Regions from separate parts of the Ovis aries genome. Here region 2 is linked to region 1. Evidence: chromatin contacts called from public Hi-C data. All regions are on one chromosome and are shown on one strand. Each heading gives the region's core, a stretch centred on a gene start, on an enhancer-like site or on the middle of the called end of the contact. The rest is flanking DNA. Distances are from core to core; before and after follow the strand shown.

The links. A called contact is a pair of places that touch in the nucleus more often than the background predicts.
Region 2: a Hi-C map of hypothalamus shows a contact between it and region 1, with 5 times the contacts expected there. The contact joins the enhancer-like site here to the promoter of TRPC7 in region 1. A contact is called at or near these places in 2 of 16 Hi-C or Micro-C datasets (hypothalamus and tail adipose tissue).

The regions. Positions count from the first base shown.
Region 1 is chr5:45,427,545-45,430,291 of ARS-UI_Ramb_v3.0, reverse strand. TRPC7 (transient receptor potential cation channel subfamily C member 7) reads left to right here and starts at 1,421. Exons shown (of 12, transcript XM_042250549.2): 1 at 1,421-1,746. The coding sequence starts at 1,745.
Region 2 is chr5:45,811,411-45,814,157 of ARS-UI_Ramb_v3.0, reverse strand. No RefSeq gene overlaps it. Among named protein-coding and RNA genes, the nearest start is that of TRPC7, 380 kb to the right of the region's middle. Within about 2 kb of position 1,412, at least 10 of the 54 cell types and tissues checked have an H3K27ac peak or open chromatin away from gene starts, as enhancers often do. A contact at or near this core is called in hypothalamus, where this site is marked.

The sequences.
Region 1 (2,747 bases), core at 172-2,671:
CTGGGGTTGTGTAAGATACTTTTGTTGGCTTCACATATTTTTTTCCTATACTTCAGTGTAATACTAAATAGCTCTTAATTCATTAACACTTTATTCAAAATGAATTAAATGTATTTGTTGCTGATTTTAATTAAAGATAAAATTCCCTTGTCCTTCAAGACCATAAAATTTTTAAATAGAAAGTCTTAATGTTGAGGAAATTTCTTTTTAAAATAGCATTTCATTCAATAAACCACAATCACAATCAGTAACAAGGAAGAGTTTGTGAAGAGGCTTGTAGGAATCAAATTAGTTTCTTGTCAAGCTTTTTAGAGTTTTAACTAGATCATTACTTTAACTTCTCTGGAACAAGGAGGGAGGAAGAACATTCAAACATCTCTTAAATGCACACATTTGGAAAAAAGCAATTGTTACCCACTTTCGCCCACCATTTACATATGAGAAGACTGAGATTCAATGAGGTTAAGTATTATGCTGAAGGTCACACAGTTAATAAGTGAATCAAAATTCCAGGGTTTTTTCCCACATACCATGTTATATGCAGAGAAAACGCTAGTAGCACATTAATGAACCAATGTAACCGATTTGCATATAAACCTAGAATGACATTGTGTAAAATATATTAAAGCCAACTCTTTAATCCTAAGTATTTAGACTGTTAGTTGTCAACCATGAGTTGGTTTCAAAGAATAAGTACTCTGATTTATTGTTCAGTGACCCAGGTAGATCCTGGGACTAATCCTGGTATTTCTCTTACACAGGTAATATTTCAATTAAGGGGGTTTCTCTCCAATGAGGCCATCAAAATACCTTAGTGTTTAAGAATCATAGATGATTTGTTAACACAGCAACTGGTGATAGTGGGGACTGTGGGGAAATGGGTTTTACATTAGGAATTTCCCTTCAAAAATTGGAAAGCTACAAATGAAAGCTAACCCTTTTTAAGCATTTTTACTAGCATCAGACTTGATCTACGTCACTGACCTCTTTCTGAGGCTAGACAATGCTAAAAGGTCATGAAACAAAAGGTTAAAGTTAGAAAATGCATTGCTCACAGAAGACAAAGTGGAGTGTGACCTTAAAGCTTATTAAAGTAAACTAATTCTGTTATTCTTAAGGTTCCTCTAGTATTAGTTTTCTTTTCAACTCCTTCCCTCTGTAAACACATATAGACACAACAGGTAGAAAACCAGTTCATCCCTCATTTTTCATTTAACAGATGAGTATTCTACTTTAGGAGCCAGAATCTGCTACCTTATATAATTGAGAGGGGTGTGTGTGTGTGTGTGTGTGTGTGTGTGTGTGTTTTATGCACCGCTCTGGAGCTTGAGTGGGGGCACGCAGAAATCCTAAGGAGCTGTGATAGGAAGGCAGAGTTGCTATCTCCCTTTCAAAGCTACTGGGAGAGGGGGTGGGGACTGTAACAACCCATCACCACACCGCATGCCTGTCTCACACACAGATCCTTCTCCGTCATGTTCCGTGGGAAATTTCCCCCAGACTAGGAAAAGAACAGTAAAGCGGGGCTGCCACCACGGAAGGCGAGTTTTCACTATTGCAACACAAAGGACAGTGGAGTGCGCTTTCATATCCTCACAACTTCACTCACTCGACCAGCTTCATACTTCAGCACCACGGAGAGTGGCATCTATTCGGCTACCACCCATGGGGAGCCAGATTCCCGCGACTCAACACCGGATTCCGGTCATCTAGAGAAGGGACAAGCCTGCGTATTTCACCCTCAATGTAAGCAGCTATGACGATTCTTTCATAATGATTTTCCCAGTAGAGGCTGTTTTCTCGCTGAAATATGGAATTAAACTTTTATTTATTAGCCTTCTCCCTCTTGTGCATTGCTTGTGGTTTTAGATGTAAATCTGGATTTACAGTCTTTATTATTTGCTAGGTTAGTAGAGCTGCTGTTGTTTTTTTTTTCTTTTACTTTTCATTGAAAGTCTAAGTTTACAAAGCCTTTTAGAAATAGGCAACTCATCCTGATATCCCGGTCCTTTTATGCTAGAGTGCAGTTTTATTCCCAGAAGAGAGTATGTGTATTGTCTCATTGTCTCCTACTTCACTACTGACAGTTTTTTAATTTGATATTTTTTGGTGGTTGTAGTTATCATAATATAAATACAGGGGTAAGAGGAGAAAGAAGATACATTCTAATAAGCTGCCACTATTAAAGAACTACAGGTGGGAAGAAGGAGATTAGTATTTTTCTTTCCTTTTTTTGTTGAAAATGTGTGCTTAGACATCCATTTAAATATAACGAATATGCTTTTAATAAAAGAGATGTAATCTGGCAGAGCTTTGACACAAGCTTTGAAACTCTGGAACACAGCATCTCCCTCTTTAAGTCTGAAGTCGCATAATAAATTCACTTAAGTATGATTGAGTAGACATAACCAGGATGCTACTGCCATCAGTTGTGATTTAAAGGCTTAATGGATTTAGGGTAGATTTGAAAGAGGCAATAATGATTGACCCTGGCTGGTGGCACTCAGTGAATTTTTGCTTCAGAATGCCACCTGCTGGTGGGTCCTATCTCTGAAGCACACATCAGATTTATGAATGAATTCACATTAAATCCAGAATATTCACTATGGACATGATTCAAACTCTCTATGATCTTTTAAACAATGACATTGATTCAATTATTTAACAGTTTACCAAGGTTCTATGTCATGATTAGAAGTTTAAAAAAATTTATTTCTAAATACTATTGCTCCTAAGCTTAGGGGCAT
Region 2 (2,747 bases), core at 163-2,662, 380 kb before region 1:
CAGTTCATAGAATTCATAGAAACATTTCACTTATTAGATCTGCAGTTTATTATGTTAATAAAAAGACACACTCAGGAATAGCCACGTGGAAGCCATGCGGAGAGGAATGTATGGGGCAAGGGTGAGGAGCTTCTATGCCCTCTCTGAGGCACCTCTCTCCCTGAAGCCCCACATGTTCCCCAGCCTGGAAGGAGGTTTCACTACTTAGCCATGATTGATTAAATCACTGACCATTGGTGATTAATTCAACCCCCAGCCCCTCGTCTCATCCTGGAAGTCAGAGGTATGAAGAGCGGGGAGGGGGAAGGAGACTGAAAAGTTTCAAACCTTGGATCTGATCGGTTCTCAGGAAACCATCCCCAACCTCATCCACCTAACAAAAGGTTACCACTCTCATCAGTTAAGAAATTCCAAGGATTTTAGGAGCTCAGAGCCAGGAATAGGACAGAGACTAAATGTGTACCTCTCACTGTAAATAACCCTTTCACACTTTTCTGAGGGTATGCTGCCTTATTTGGCTTCAGTGTCCCTTTGTGGGTATACCTTCACCTCCTGGGGAGATTTTATTCTTTTCAGAGCAAGCACTGCCTCTCTTGTGGCACTAGGGAAAGGGTTAGGCATACAGGAAGGCAGTGTCTAACGTTTAAGGGAGTTACCGGAAGGCGCTGCAGTCAGGGTGCAGTGACCCTAGGTGGACACAGGGGGGCAGTGGAGGACAAGACTGTGACGATCGTGCTGCGGCCTCTGGACGAGTATTCAGGTTTCCCTCCCAGCACGGTCAGCAGGCTGACCCAGGGAGAAGCTTTCCAGTGACATTCAGAGGGCTAAAAACCCAGGGAAGGAAATGACCCAGAGCCGGGTCCTTCCAATTTTCTCACACTTGTAGGCATGCCCCCTATAACCCTGGAAGTGCCTGAGGCGGTCACTGGGATGTCCAAAAATATGGTAGGGGGGCATTTTTCCTTCCATTTGACATGTTCCCTTTGTACCAGACAGTGTTGATGCAGTGGGGGCCTGTCCTTCAGGGAAGACAGCTTAACCCTGGCACAGACCCCAGACAGTCATGGGGAGGAGAAACGCCACCAAGGCCCCAGGAAGCCAAGAAAAATGCCCCAGAATAGAGGAATCCATGGGCTCAGCCAAGCTTAGTTCTGAACGCTGCTGCTGATCACAGCCAGCACCAACAGTTGCCAGGAAACCTGCCAGCGTGGCTCTGTCCCTGCTGGTGTCCACTGCACAGCGGTCCTGTCCCATCACTGGCCCTGCTCTCTGCTCTGAGCCGACACAACCGGCCTCCCTCTGCTGGTGATGTGGGAAAGCTGCTCCCCCCAGCCAACCCACAGCCTCCCTTCTGGGCTGGGGACTGGAGAGGAGGGGACAGGAAGGCCTCAGGAGTGGGTGGGGATTAAAGCACAGAGTGTTTCAGTGTTTTTTAGCTCCTCTGATTCCTTGAGGCCTCGACCTTGGCAGCAGGGCTATTCTGCAACTGTGTTAAGGCAAGGGTTTATGAGGACAGGATGTGTCAACAGAGTCTGATTGCAGTTGCAGGGTTCCAGCAGGCATGCATAGGGCTAGAATACACAACAGGCAGGCAACTGATGGCTGAATTCAGTGGGGTTTCTTTCCCCTGGTGTCTACCAGGGCGTCCTGGGGAACTACCGACTGCATGACAGCTGCAATTAATTCTGATGTATGGTCCCTGCATGTCCCTCTGCCACCCGGAGAAGGAACTTTCGGAGTAGCTCTGTGGCAAGTGATGGTGATCTGTTCTTGGTGCTCCCTGCTTTGGCCCTTGCAGAGCACTGCTCATCCTCCCTGCTGGCTGCAGAGGAGAAAAGGCCTGCTGGCCTACCCTGTCGGCCGCTGCCTCCCTCCCCCTGGGCCTGGCCCACCTGCCCTGGGTCTGAACATCCACACCACCCTTCCTGCCTGCACCTCCCAGCTCTCCACCTGCTCCAGCTCTCTTCTCAAGGCAGCCTTGCCCAGGAACTCCAGCCAGACCCCGTATCTGCTCCTTTGCCACTCCTGTTCTTTAGCCTCATCGGCACTGATTCTCTCTTACCTGGGACTAATATTCAGTGATATCTCCTCCTCTCTTGGGCTGTGAGCCCCTGGAAGACAGGGTGGTGTTTCCTGTTCTCTGTTCAATTGATTTAACACACATTTATTGAGCAACCACGAGGCCAGGCACTGAGATAAGGGCTAGGGAGCAAGAGAGATATGGTCCTGACCCTCCTGGAATGAACAGACCAGCAGATAAAGGAACAGAAATGTTATACACAGAGAGAAACTCTTTTCTCCCCACCCTGCCCCTCAAAAAAACCACTGATGTGATTGGGCGGGGATGGAAGCTACTTTCAACACATAGGCAAGAAATGACAGCCGTGTCGAGATCTGAAAGAAGGCGCCTAAAGGTCAGAGCCCTTTTTAGCAGACAGCTGCTCCCCACAGACCGCACAGAGTCAGGGAGCAGCTGGACAAGGAAGTGGCAAGTGCAAAGGCCTTGGGTAAAACAAGCTTGATTTTCTAGAAACTGACAGCTAGCCAGTGTGAGAGTGCAGTGAATTCATGGGGAGTGGTAAGCGATGAAATGCTGAGTTTGTCATGCCGGAGAGGAACTCCTGATTTCCATACAAAACCTGCCTCTCCCGTTGTCTTCCCCATCTCATTAAAAAGAAGAGCTATCCTTCCACTGTACGGGTCCCAAGCTTTCCTTGACTTTCTCGCACACCCGACAGCCAGCTACT